Regions from separate parts of the Mus musculus genome. Here region 1 is linked to region 2. A link is a contact called in public promoter capture Hi-C data. All regions are on one chromosome and are shown on one strand. The core of a region is the stretch at or near the end of the contact, and the rest is flanking DNA. Distances in the headings are between cores, read along the strand shown.

What was found. Promoter capture Hi-C pulls out the DNA fragments that hold promoters and counts their contacts.
Region 1: a contact with region 2 is called in a promoter capture Hi-C map of hippocampal neurons, with 4 times the contacts expected there. The contact joins the promoter of Mtrf1 here to the enhancer-like site in region 2. A contact is called at or near these places in 13 of 39 promoter capture datasets (the 3T3-L1 cell line, the C10 cell line, cranial neural crest and 9 more), 2 of 15 datasets of contacts at CTCF or cohesin (large pre-B cells and pro-B cells), 2 of 484 Hi-C or Micro-C datasets (cortical neurons and epidermal suprabasal cells), 16 of 115 datasets of contacts at active chromatin or transcription factors (the 230-238 cell line, the NIH/3T3 cell line, T-cell acute lymphoblastic leukemia and 12 more) and 1 of 9 other capture datasets (embryonic stem cells).

Annotation. Positions count from the first base shown.
Region 1 is chr14:79,395,398-79,400,347 of GRCm38.p6, forward strand. Mtrf1 (mitochondrial translational release factor 1) reads left to right here and starts at 2,375. Exons shown (of 11, transcript NM_145960.4): 1 at 2,375-2,639; 2 at 4,295-4,402.
Region 2 is chr14:78,653,517-78,658,492 of GRCm38.p6, forward strand. It overlaps Dgkh (diacylglycerol kinase, eta), which reads right to left. Exons shown (of 30, transcript NM_001081336.2): 3 at 170-280. Among named protein-coding and RNA genes, the nearest start is that of Gm30716, 5.1 kb to the left of the region's middle. Within about 2 kb of position 1,620, at least 3 of the 459 cell types and tissues checked have an H3K27ac peak or open chromatin away from gene starts, as enhancers often do. A contact at or near this core is called in hippocampal neurons, where this site is marked.

The sequences.
Region 1 (4,950 bases), core at 1,125-3,624, 740 kb after region 2:
AGAATTCTTTTTATATTGAGAGATAGCACAAAGTACATAAAGATTAATTTATATTTTAAAAATGTTCTACATAGGGCTGGAGAGATGGCTCAGTGGTTAAGAGCACTGACTGCTCTTCCAGAGGTCCTGAGTTCAAATCCCAGCAACCACATGGTGGCTCACAAACATCTGTAATGGGATCTGATGCCCTCTTTTGGAGTGTCTGAAGACAGTGACAATGTAGGTACATCTAATAAATAAATCTTAAAAAAAAAGTTGTTCTACATATTCATCAGTCTAGTCAAGCTTTCATAACAAAATACCATAGGCTGGTGGTTCAAATTCCTCGTGGTTTGGAGACCAGGAAGTCCTCATCTTAAACAACAAGGTGAGTTTTGCCTGTTAGCTTATAGGTGGCTACTTTCTGCTTACATGTCTGTTTTGTATGGCAATTTTTCTAACTGACTCTCACAGGTTTTTCTCTGACTTCCATTTGAGTGTGCAAACACACTAAAATTAATATTTTTATTATTTTTGAATTGTGTGTGTGTGTCTGTGTGGATGTGTGCATGTGTGTATGGATGCTTATGGAGGCACAAGACATTGGATCCTCTGGAGCTGGGCTTAGATGCCGTTGTAAACGACCTACTGCGGGTCCTGGGAACTGAACTCAGGTCCCCTGGAAGACCAGTAAGTGCTCTCAACATGTGAGCCATGTCTCCAGCCCCTAATTTTGTTTTTTTGAGAGACACATTTTGTAGTGGCCTTAAGCTAACTATATAGACTTCTGAGTCTCCTGCCTCTACTTCTCAAATGTGACCTGCCTCACAATTCCTGGCAGGAATTCTTAAGTTTTTTATGTATTCAAGTGGGCTTGAGTCTTTAGAGACAGGAACTCACCATTGCCCAGGTAGGTCTGGTACTCTGTAGCCCAAGATGGCCACTAGCCTCCTATCTCAGCTCCTGTGTGGTCGGATTTCAGGTGTGAGCCATCATGCTTGCCTCCTTAGATGCATTATGCTTTAGTTTTCTCTTCTGCAAATGGGTTTTTAAGATCATTATAGAGCCGGGCGTGGTGGTACATGCCTTTAATCCCAGCACTTGGGAGGCAGGGACAGGCAGATTTCTGCGTTTGAGGTCAGCCTGGTCTACAAAGTGAGTTCCAGGACAGCCAGGGCTACACAGAGAAACCCTGTCTCGAAAAAAGAAAAAGAGTATTATGGAACTATATGAACTAATAGGTTTAAAGCATTCAAACTAGTGACTAGTATATAGTAGGCAGAAGTAACTACCTTGAAGTGCATACTAGTAAATGTTAAATATTATTTTGTTGTATGTTGGTTTCTATCTTTTTCTCTCTTTCCACCATTTTTACTCACCCCTCCCTATTTGTGTTTGTTTTTGAGATAGGGTCTTGTGTCTCTAAACACACACGTAAACAACACTATCTTTAAAAATTCTAATTCATAGATATAGTTATCTATTTTGGGGTCCTGTTATGATTTTTTTTTAAATACAAATTTATAGCTCTCTTTGTCATTGTTCTTTTTTTTTTTCTTTTTAAAGTTTTATTTATTTATTATATGTAAGTACACTGTAGCCGTCTTCAGACACTCCAGAAGAGGGCATCAGATTTCCTTACGGATGGTTGTGAACCACCATGTGGTTGCTGGGACTTGAACTCCGGACCTTCGGAAGAGCAGTCGGCGCTCTTAACCACTGAGCCATTTCGCGAGCCCCTATAGTTTTTTTCAGTCAATGTTTTAAACAATACTGGCTAAAAGTGTAACAATTAACAATTCAGAATCTCCTAAAATTGTTTTTGTTTGTTTGGGTTTTTGTTTTGTTTTGTTTTGTTTGTTTTTGTTTGTTTTTTTTTGGGACAGGGTTTCTCTGTATAGCCCTGGCTGTCCTGGAACTCACTTTGTAGACCAGGCTGGCCTCGAACTCTGAAATTCGCCTGCCTCTGCCTCCCAAGTGCTGGGATTAAAGGTGTGTGCCCCCACGCCCCGCTAAAATTGTTAATGATTGGGGGGAGGGAGGTTCCATTTAAAAAACAAACCCCCAAGTCTGTGGATATAGCTCAATGATAGAGCTCTTGTCTTAGCGTGCATGAGTCTCTAGCCTTAACCTCCTGCACTCTGAAACAAAACAAATCAGTAACTTAGAAACTACTGCTTCAAGGGTTGGTAACACGTAAAGAAATTCTTGAGATTTCGCCTATCACATACTGTAGAATTTGATGTGTAAATTAGGGAAAAGGTTCGCTTCTAGGTTTATAAGTATCTGAAAACCCTAAATTTAGGGAGAAAGATGGAGTAAAGGGTCTTAGGGTGGGAAACAAGAAAGCCTGGGGAAGGGTAAACTACAACTCCCAGGATTCCTTGGTTAGGGCACTAGGAGAGGGCGATCCACTTTGGACGTCGCAGCTTCCAGGAGTCAGCTCCAAATCCGTTCCACGCGTGGTCCTTCCAGAGCAGTATCCTACCCGCTTCGTCATTTCATTCTTGTTTACCGTTACGGACACCTAAGGACCATTTCTCTGCAAAGTGGAGGAGGAGCCAGGAACAAACCGTAACCCGGAAGCAGTAGCCTGGGACTGATCATGCTTGCAGTACCTTGAGCTGAAATGTTGCGGTGCACAGGAGGCTCAGTTATCAGTAAGAAACGAGAACGTCAATTTTCTTCTTTTACTTAGATATTCACAATTCTTTCTTGGCCGTAAGAGGGCTTTAAAAAAAATTCCTACTGCCCACTGGTGTTACTTCCGTATAGAATCCATAATACTGACTTACACAACATGATTTTCACATTCTACGCCTGGTGCCCGTTTACTGTCACTTTTAACACACCAGAAACCGAGAATTGCTTTTAAAATGTCGAGTAATACCGGGTTGTGGGGGTGATGTTGAAGCCTTGCTCTTTCTAGGTTTAGGTAGTTACTCATTCCACAGCTACTCCTAAACTGGAAATTTTAGCCAGAGCATTACTAAAATCTTCCATCCTTTTCTTCTTTCCACCGTCAAACGAATACTCCTGATGTACTCAAGGTTAGATATAAAGATGCACTTCTGGAGTATTAAATCTGTGGCTGCTGGGCATTCGTGAATTCTTTCACAGTCCAAATTTCAGCTGTTGATTTTTGTGAAATTTATTAATAGAACCCAGTATATGCTGAATCTCCTGAATATTTAGTTTTTAAAATGGTAATGCTAAGTTGGATTTAGCAAGACCAAAGGAGCTTATATATGAATGTGTTGCCAGGCACAGCAACAAACAGCAGTTATAATAAAGGCTGCTTCTGGTAATTTGTTGTGCTAAGGATCAAACCACAGATAGGCCTTGAGCATGTTGGGCCACTGAACTACATCCCCAAGCCATTCTGCTAAATTTTGACCCTTATTTCCAGTTTTAATATCAGGAGGAAAAACATTTTCCCTATCTTGCCCTTATCTGAAGGAAGAACAGATAATTATTGTGCATACCCAATTTCACCTAATCTGTCATTTTTTAAAAAAATATTTTTGTATGTGTGTGGGTAACTAACTGCATGTATGTATGTATGTATGTGTGTGTGTATGTATATCATATGTATGCTTGATGCCCAGGAAGCAAGGAGAGGGTGTGTCAGATCAGTCTCCTGGAACTGGAGTTAGGGACAATTTGTGACCCACTGTGCAGGTGTTGGCCTTGGTCCTCTGCAAGAGCAGCAAGTGCCATTTGGATGGATTTCTTTTGTCTTCTTTTAAAATATGTGTGATGGTTTGAATGAGACCATAGGCTCGTATATTTGAGTGTTTAGTTCCCAGTTAGTGGAACTGTTTGGGGAGGATTAGGAGATGTGGCCTTGTTGGAGGACATGTACCACAAGAGTGGCTTTGAGGTTTCAAGAGCACATGCCAGGCCAGGTCTCTGCCTGCAACTTAGAGATCAGAGGTGAGCTCTCAGCTACTGTTCCCAGCACCAAGCCTGTCTGCCTGTTACCACACTCACCACCATGATGTCCACGGACAAACCTAAAACTGAGAGCAAGCCCTCAGTTAACTGCTTCTTTTTGTAAGTTGCCTTGGTCATGGTGTCTCCTCATAGCAATAGAATAGTAACTAAGACAGCATATTTATCTGCTTTTTCCCATACAGCATAGTTTTTAAACAACAACAACAACAACAACAACAGAGATTATACTGTTTTGTAATCTGTTTGGTTTTTTTTTTTCCAGTTTTAAAATATCATCATTGACCTTTTTATTTTCTCACTACCAGATCCTCCTGGTGTGTTAAGTTGGTCTTTTAATATCTGAGATCTCTTCCTTTAGATTCGGCTAAAAGAGAAGCATCCTCAAGAAGTGATCCCAAGGTGGAGAATGAGAAGTGCTGATCTTGGAACAGACAAGCTGTTATGATACAAACTCTGCCTGCAGCCAGTGAGTGAATACTTATGATGAAGTTACCTAACTGTTTGTGGCTTCTGAATGCCCTGAAATAAACAAAACAAAGTGCTTGCTTAGCATATGTAAGGCCAGGTGACAATCCCTAATCAATCTCTCTCTCTCTCTCTCCTCTCTCTCTCTCTCTCTCTCTCTCTTCTCTCTTCTCTCTCTCTCTTCTCTCTTTCTCTCTCTCTCACTCTCTCTCTCATGCACACACAGAGACACACAATATACACCGTGTTTCTCACACTCTCTATAATAATAGTAATAATAATAATAATTTAAAAAATAAGTTAATAAATACAATAAAATTGCTGATTTAAATTTATCCAGACATGTTGATGTACATTTGTGATTCAGCATTTGGAAGGCTGAAGCAGGAGGCCTCCAGTTTGAAGTCAGCCTGAGCTACATAGGAAGACACTTTTGTCAATTAAACTAGATAGCAGATGAAATGTTAATATTTTCCTTGGACTTCATAAATATATGACTATGAACCACCTAAAGATACATTATTATTTTATTGCTGTTTGCTTGCTTGT
Region 2 (4,976 bases), core at 370-2,869:
GGCTGAAGTGATAGCTCCTCCTTGTGGTGGGGTGCAAGATGACCACATTTATAATCCATTATGAGGACAGTTAGGCTATAGTGAGGATCCAAGAAAACTGCAGCTTGTACCACGGAAGTTTTAGAATAGTCATGACATGCAGTGCTTGAGAGCAGGCTTCTGGAGTTACCTTGGAGTCTTTCGCATAATAAAGTGTGCGGCCGCGAAGCTTGAAGTATCTCTTCTTCCACCTTTGGAAAGAGCTGGTTTGCTTCAGCAGTTGTCCTTCCTTAATACTAGTCTGGAGACAAAACAGAAACATAACGACAAGATGAAGATTCGACCCCAAACCGGATTCCGTTCAGAATCAATGACCCAAACTCATTAGCATTCTGCACCCCGGGGCTTACATCTTACAAATGACAAGAGAGAATATTTTGTTCACATCACAAGCCAATCAAGAAAATGTCCATTTTTAAAAAAGTGATTTTGACATAGTTCTCAAAATTTATTTACAGGTAGAATTGGCTATTGACAGCTTCTGGAAGACCAAGAGTCACTGTCTTCGGCTGTGTACCCCATGGGGAGTCCACTGGGCAGTGTCACAAAACAAAACAAAACACAAAAGAAATGAATGTGAGGGAGACACTTGCTGGGAGAGAGGGCTTAGCTAAGAAGGAGATAAAGAACACAGGGGTGAGACTAGCCAGCATTCATCAATGAAACTGTCAAAGAAAAAACTTAATTGATTTAACAAAAGAATCTGTAGACAGTTTTAAAGGCACAGGTACACAACCCGGCATCTGCAAGAGAGTGACTTTCACACAGCTTACATACAGTGAGGATGTTAGAGGTGATACGTCGTAAGTTGATTATTAAGGCAAATGACCTCTGAGGCGAGAAATAGTACAGGCAACTGATGAACTCAGACGAGTCTTTAATGACCGCATACTCATTTGGACAAAGGGTACATTGCCAGGAAATAACGGGCAGATGCTTGTTAGATGTTCTCACAGCCAACACAGATACAAAGCATACTTGTGGTAGCCCAGAGAAGAACGAACCGGCAACCCCAAGTGCGAATCAAGGATGCCCTCCCTGAGGAAGCCTCACACAGGGCCTTTAAACAAGATCAGCATGTTTGGGGTATGCAAAGGTAGAAAGGCTGGGATCTGTCATGTCCCTGAAAGGCTCACACACTGAAGGTTTGGTCACCAGTGCGGCAGTGACAGACATCAGTCATTAGGGCTGAACTAGACTAATTCATTTATCTATTCCTGAGCCATTAGGAGACAGAAGAATGGAGCCTACCTGGGAAAATTAGGTCATTCATTGGGAGAAGGTGGGATAGCAAATGGATACATTTTGTCCCCAACCTCTCTCAGCCTCTGTGTCTCTTGGCTCAGCCAGGTGTTCCTTTCCACAATGCTCCATCTCACCACAGGACACAAGCAATGGGCCCAGGTGACCACTGGCCAAAACTTCTAAAACTTGTGAACCAAAAGAAGACCTTTCCTTCTTTCAACTGCTCTCCCCAGGGATTTTGTCACAGCAGATTCACACAGGCATAAGACAGCACGGATATTTGGGGACTCTCCAGAGAGCATTCTGTGACAAATGCATGGAAGTGTTTCCAACAGGGCAGTGGAGGATGTGTCTAGAAGAGGTAGGCGGGCCTCTGTGACTCTGGACTGGATTTTGCTGGGTGCTTTGTGAAATGCCATTTCACTTCCACTGTCTGCAGCAAAGCGCTTGAACTTCTCTAACCACATGCACCCAGTCTCCGGCTCTGTCTTGGACCCCTCCATTCACAATCACCCTTTTGCTTTTTCTTGGGAAAGCATGGTATAGGCGTGGGTATAGCTACTGTCGGGCCTGTCCTGCTTGTCCTTCAGAGAGCCATCTGGTTAACCCTTGCACTCCCTTCAATTCTTTGGACCAGGGAAGGATGTTCACAGCCGTCCTGATACATGTTTATATGTTGATGTGTGCACATGTATGTGCATGTATGTACATGCATGTAGAAGCCAAATGATATTTGTGGGTGTCATCCTTCAGGAGCCTTCCCCCATCTCACTGGCCTGGGGTGCACCATACAGACTAGCCTGGCTGACCAACGAACCCCATTCTGTCTCTGCCTTCCCCATTCTGGTATTACAACAGCACACCACTAGGTCCAGGTCCCTTCAAGCCTTGATCTCAGTGAGATCCATCTCAAAGACCACCAGTTTGAGACTGCACTGTATTCTTGTTCTCTGTTTCCCCACTGTAATCATACCCCACTAAACACGTTCCCCAATCTAATTTATGATCTATATTAAAATATAAAGACCCAGGGTTTATTTTATGTAATGGAAATTTAATGTATCACTGTAATTGGAAGAAGAAGAGGAAGAGGAAGGTGGAATGACATGATATAAGACCATCCTGTCTACTGGACTGAGCACAAGGTCCCCAATGGAGGGGCTAGAGAAGGACTGAAGGAGCTGAAGGAGCTTGCAGCCCATAGAGGAACAACAATATGAACCAACCTGTCCTGACAGAGCCCCCAGAGCTCCCAGGGACTAAACCAACCAAAGAGAACACATGGAGAGACCCATGGCTCCAGCTGCATATGTAGCAGAGGGTGGCCTTGTTGGACATCAATGGGAGGAGCGGCCCTTGGTCTTGAAAAGGCTCGATGCCCCAGTGTAGGAGAATGACAGGACAGGGAAGCAGGAGTGGGTGGGTTGGTGAGCAGGGGAAGGGAGGATGGGATAGGGGGTTTTTGGAGGGGAGACCAGGAAAGGGGATAACATTTGAAATGTAAATAAAGAAAATATCTAAGGAAAAATAATAAAAACTAGATAGTGGTCTAGAAAAAAAAAAAAAAAAAAGACTGTCCTGAGGAGACACATCGCAAGAGTCTTCAAGAGACCCACTGGGAAGCGGTCCAGAATGAGTGGCTCACATGTATTCTGAATTCAGTCCGAGAATAATAACGCTACAATGGGCCTCCAAGGCAAAAACAATGCAGAGAACCAAAGGTCTACATTGCCCCACCGACTGAGGGGGGGGTGAGGGGCAGGAAACTTAAATACCTAGAACTTAGCTCCCACGTGCTAAGGAAGTCTTTCTGCATGGCTGAGGTGAAACCTTGTCCAATGTCGGGGGTTTATCTGCAAGCTTTATAAGAACGCCTTACACTCTCAATGAGCCGGAAAACCCAAGAAAACTTTCTTGTTCGGCAAAGTAATGAGGTCATGTTAATGTTTCCTTTGATTTTCAGTCAGGCATCCTCATTGCAGTGTGCTCTAAGTGTCCGCTGGGAAATCAATGCAATTTAACGGTAACAAAATGCTTCTGAAACTTCAGTACCTGAGAAACGGGTCTAAAACCAGCCAGATTTCAAGCCAGGCTCCGTGACACACTAACTTCTTTATGGCCACATTTTCTATCCAAAATAAAAGGCCACAACAATACCAATTTTACAAGCTTGTTTCTTCTAGGCTCATAAAACAGTAACATGCGGAGAACACTTAGCACAGTATCTAGGCTACAGAAAGTCTCCGTGAGCGGCAGCAAGTGTTATTATGATGATATCATTATGCTATTAAGTTCAGACAGTATTTTTCCAGACATGAATTCTAAGAGCTTCTTGGAAAAGGTAAGTAAGTGTTCGGCACCCGCTGTCAGGACAAATAACAGCTGGGGCAGACAGAAAGGATCAAGGCATGAAGGTTCAGGAGATGGGAGACGGGATCTGGCAGCCTCGAGAGGGGACCTGCCTCTTACTGTAAGTGCAAACCCCTAGTTAAATGTCTGAAGCAGCTACGGGACATGCTCGACCTCAGCAAAGCCAGGAGACTTCATCTCAGGCAGCTAACGGCAGAAAACAGGCCAGACTGTGGCTGGCTGTAGGGAGAGTGGGGTCTGGGGGCGGGGCTCAGTCCCACGCTTACATTCCTATGAGGGGGGCAGTGGAAACGCTAACACACTACAATGTACAGGTGAAAACCGAGACTGCCCTCGGAAGTCAAGACCTCCCAGTAACAGATCTGCTTTGCTCTCAGAAGCCAGCATGCCAAGCTCAGAGGAAGTGGTGACCGCACACTGGGGTTACTCAGCCTACATTCTGATGTGGACCTTCCTTGTGTTGCACCAGCAAGGTGGCTCATCTCAAAAGCTCTCTCAGGACCTGAACAGAAAACATGAAGAGACTCTCGCTTAAGGAAGCAACATGACAAGCTGTAACAGGTCACAGGTTGTAACAGGTCATGTGATGTGACAGGTCACATGACACCACAAGGCACACATCCCCCTCAAACTCTCCCACCTACTGTATCTTCTTCCATCTCTTAGCCTTTCCCTTCAGTCAACTGACATATGTAATTTCTGCTAAAAACCTAAAACCCAAATGCAAAGAACTATCGCCTCATCAAGAACCTACAAAACCCAAATGCAAAGAACTATCGCCTCATCAAGAACCTACCTGCTCTGCCATCTCTCCCACGGAAACTTTGAGAGCAAACAGCTCTCCTCCACCTACTTCTGAACTGCATGCACATACATACAAAATAAAACAATAACAAACAAACAAACAAAAACACATAACATTTCATTCTGCATTTCCTATTTGTCCTGGCTTATTTTAAATAGTAATTGGCCATGTGGAACCTTCTGGGTAATCTAATTTTAGTTTGAGACAATGGAAGATCTTACTTATACTTTAATAGCTTACAATTGCTGAACAACAGTTTCCAGCTGTGATCTATTCTGTTTCATGGCTTGGGGTTTTAGAAATGTAAGTATGACTCGTAAAAGGATAGCACCATAAAAAGGTTAAGAGGGAATGTGGGAAGAAAGATATTATTCACTACAGTAGTGTGGTGATTTGAATAAGAATGGCCCTGTAGGCCATTGCATTTGAATGCTTACTCATCAAGTAGTGGCACTATTTGAAAGGATTAGAAGGATGGGAAGGTATGGCCTTGTTGAAGGAAGTGTGTCTCTGGGGA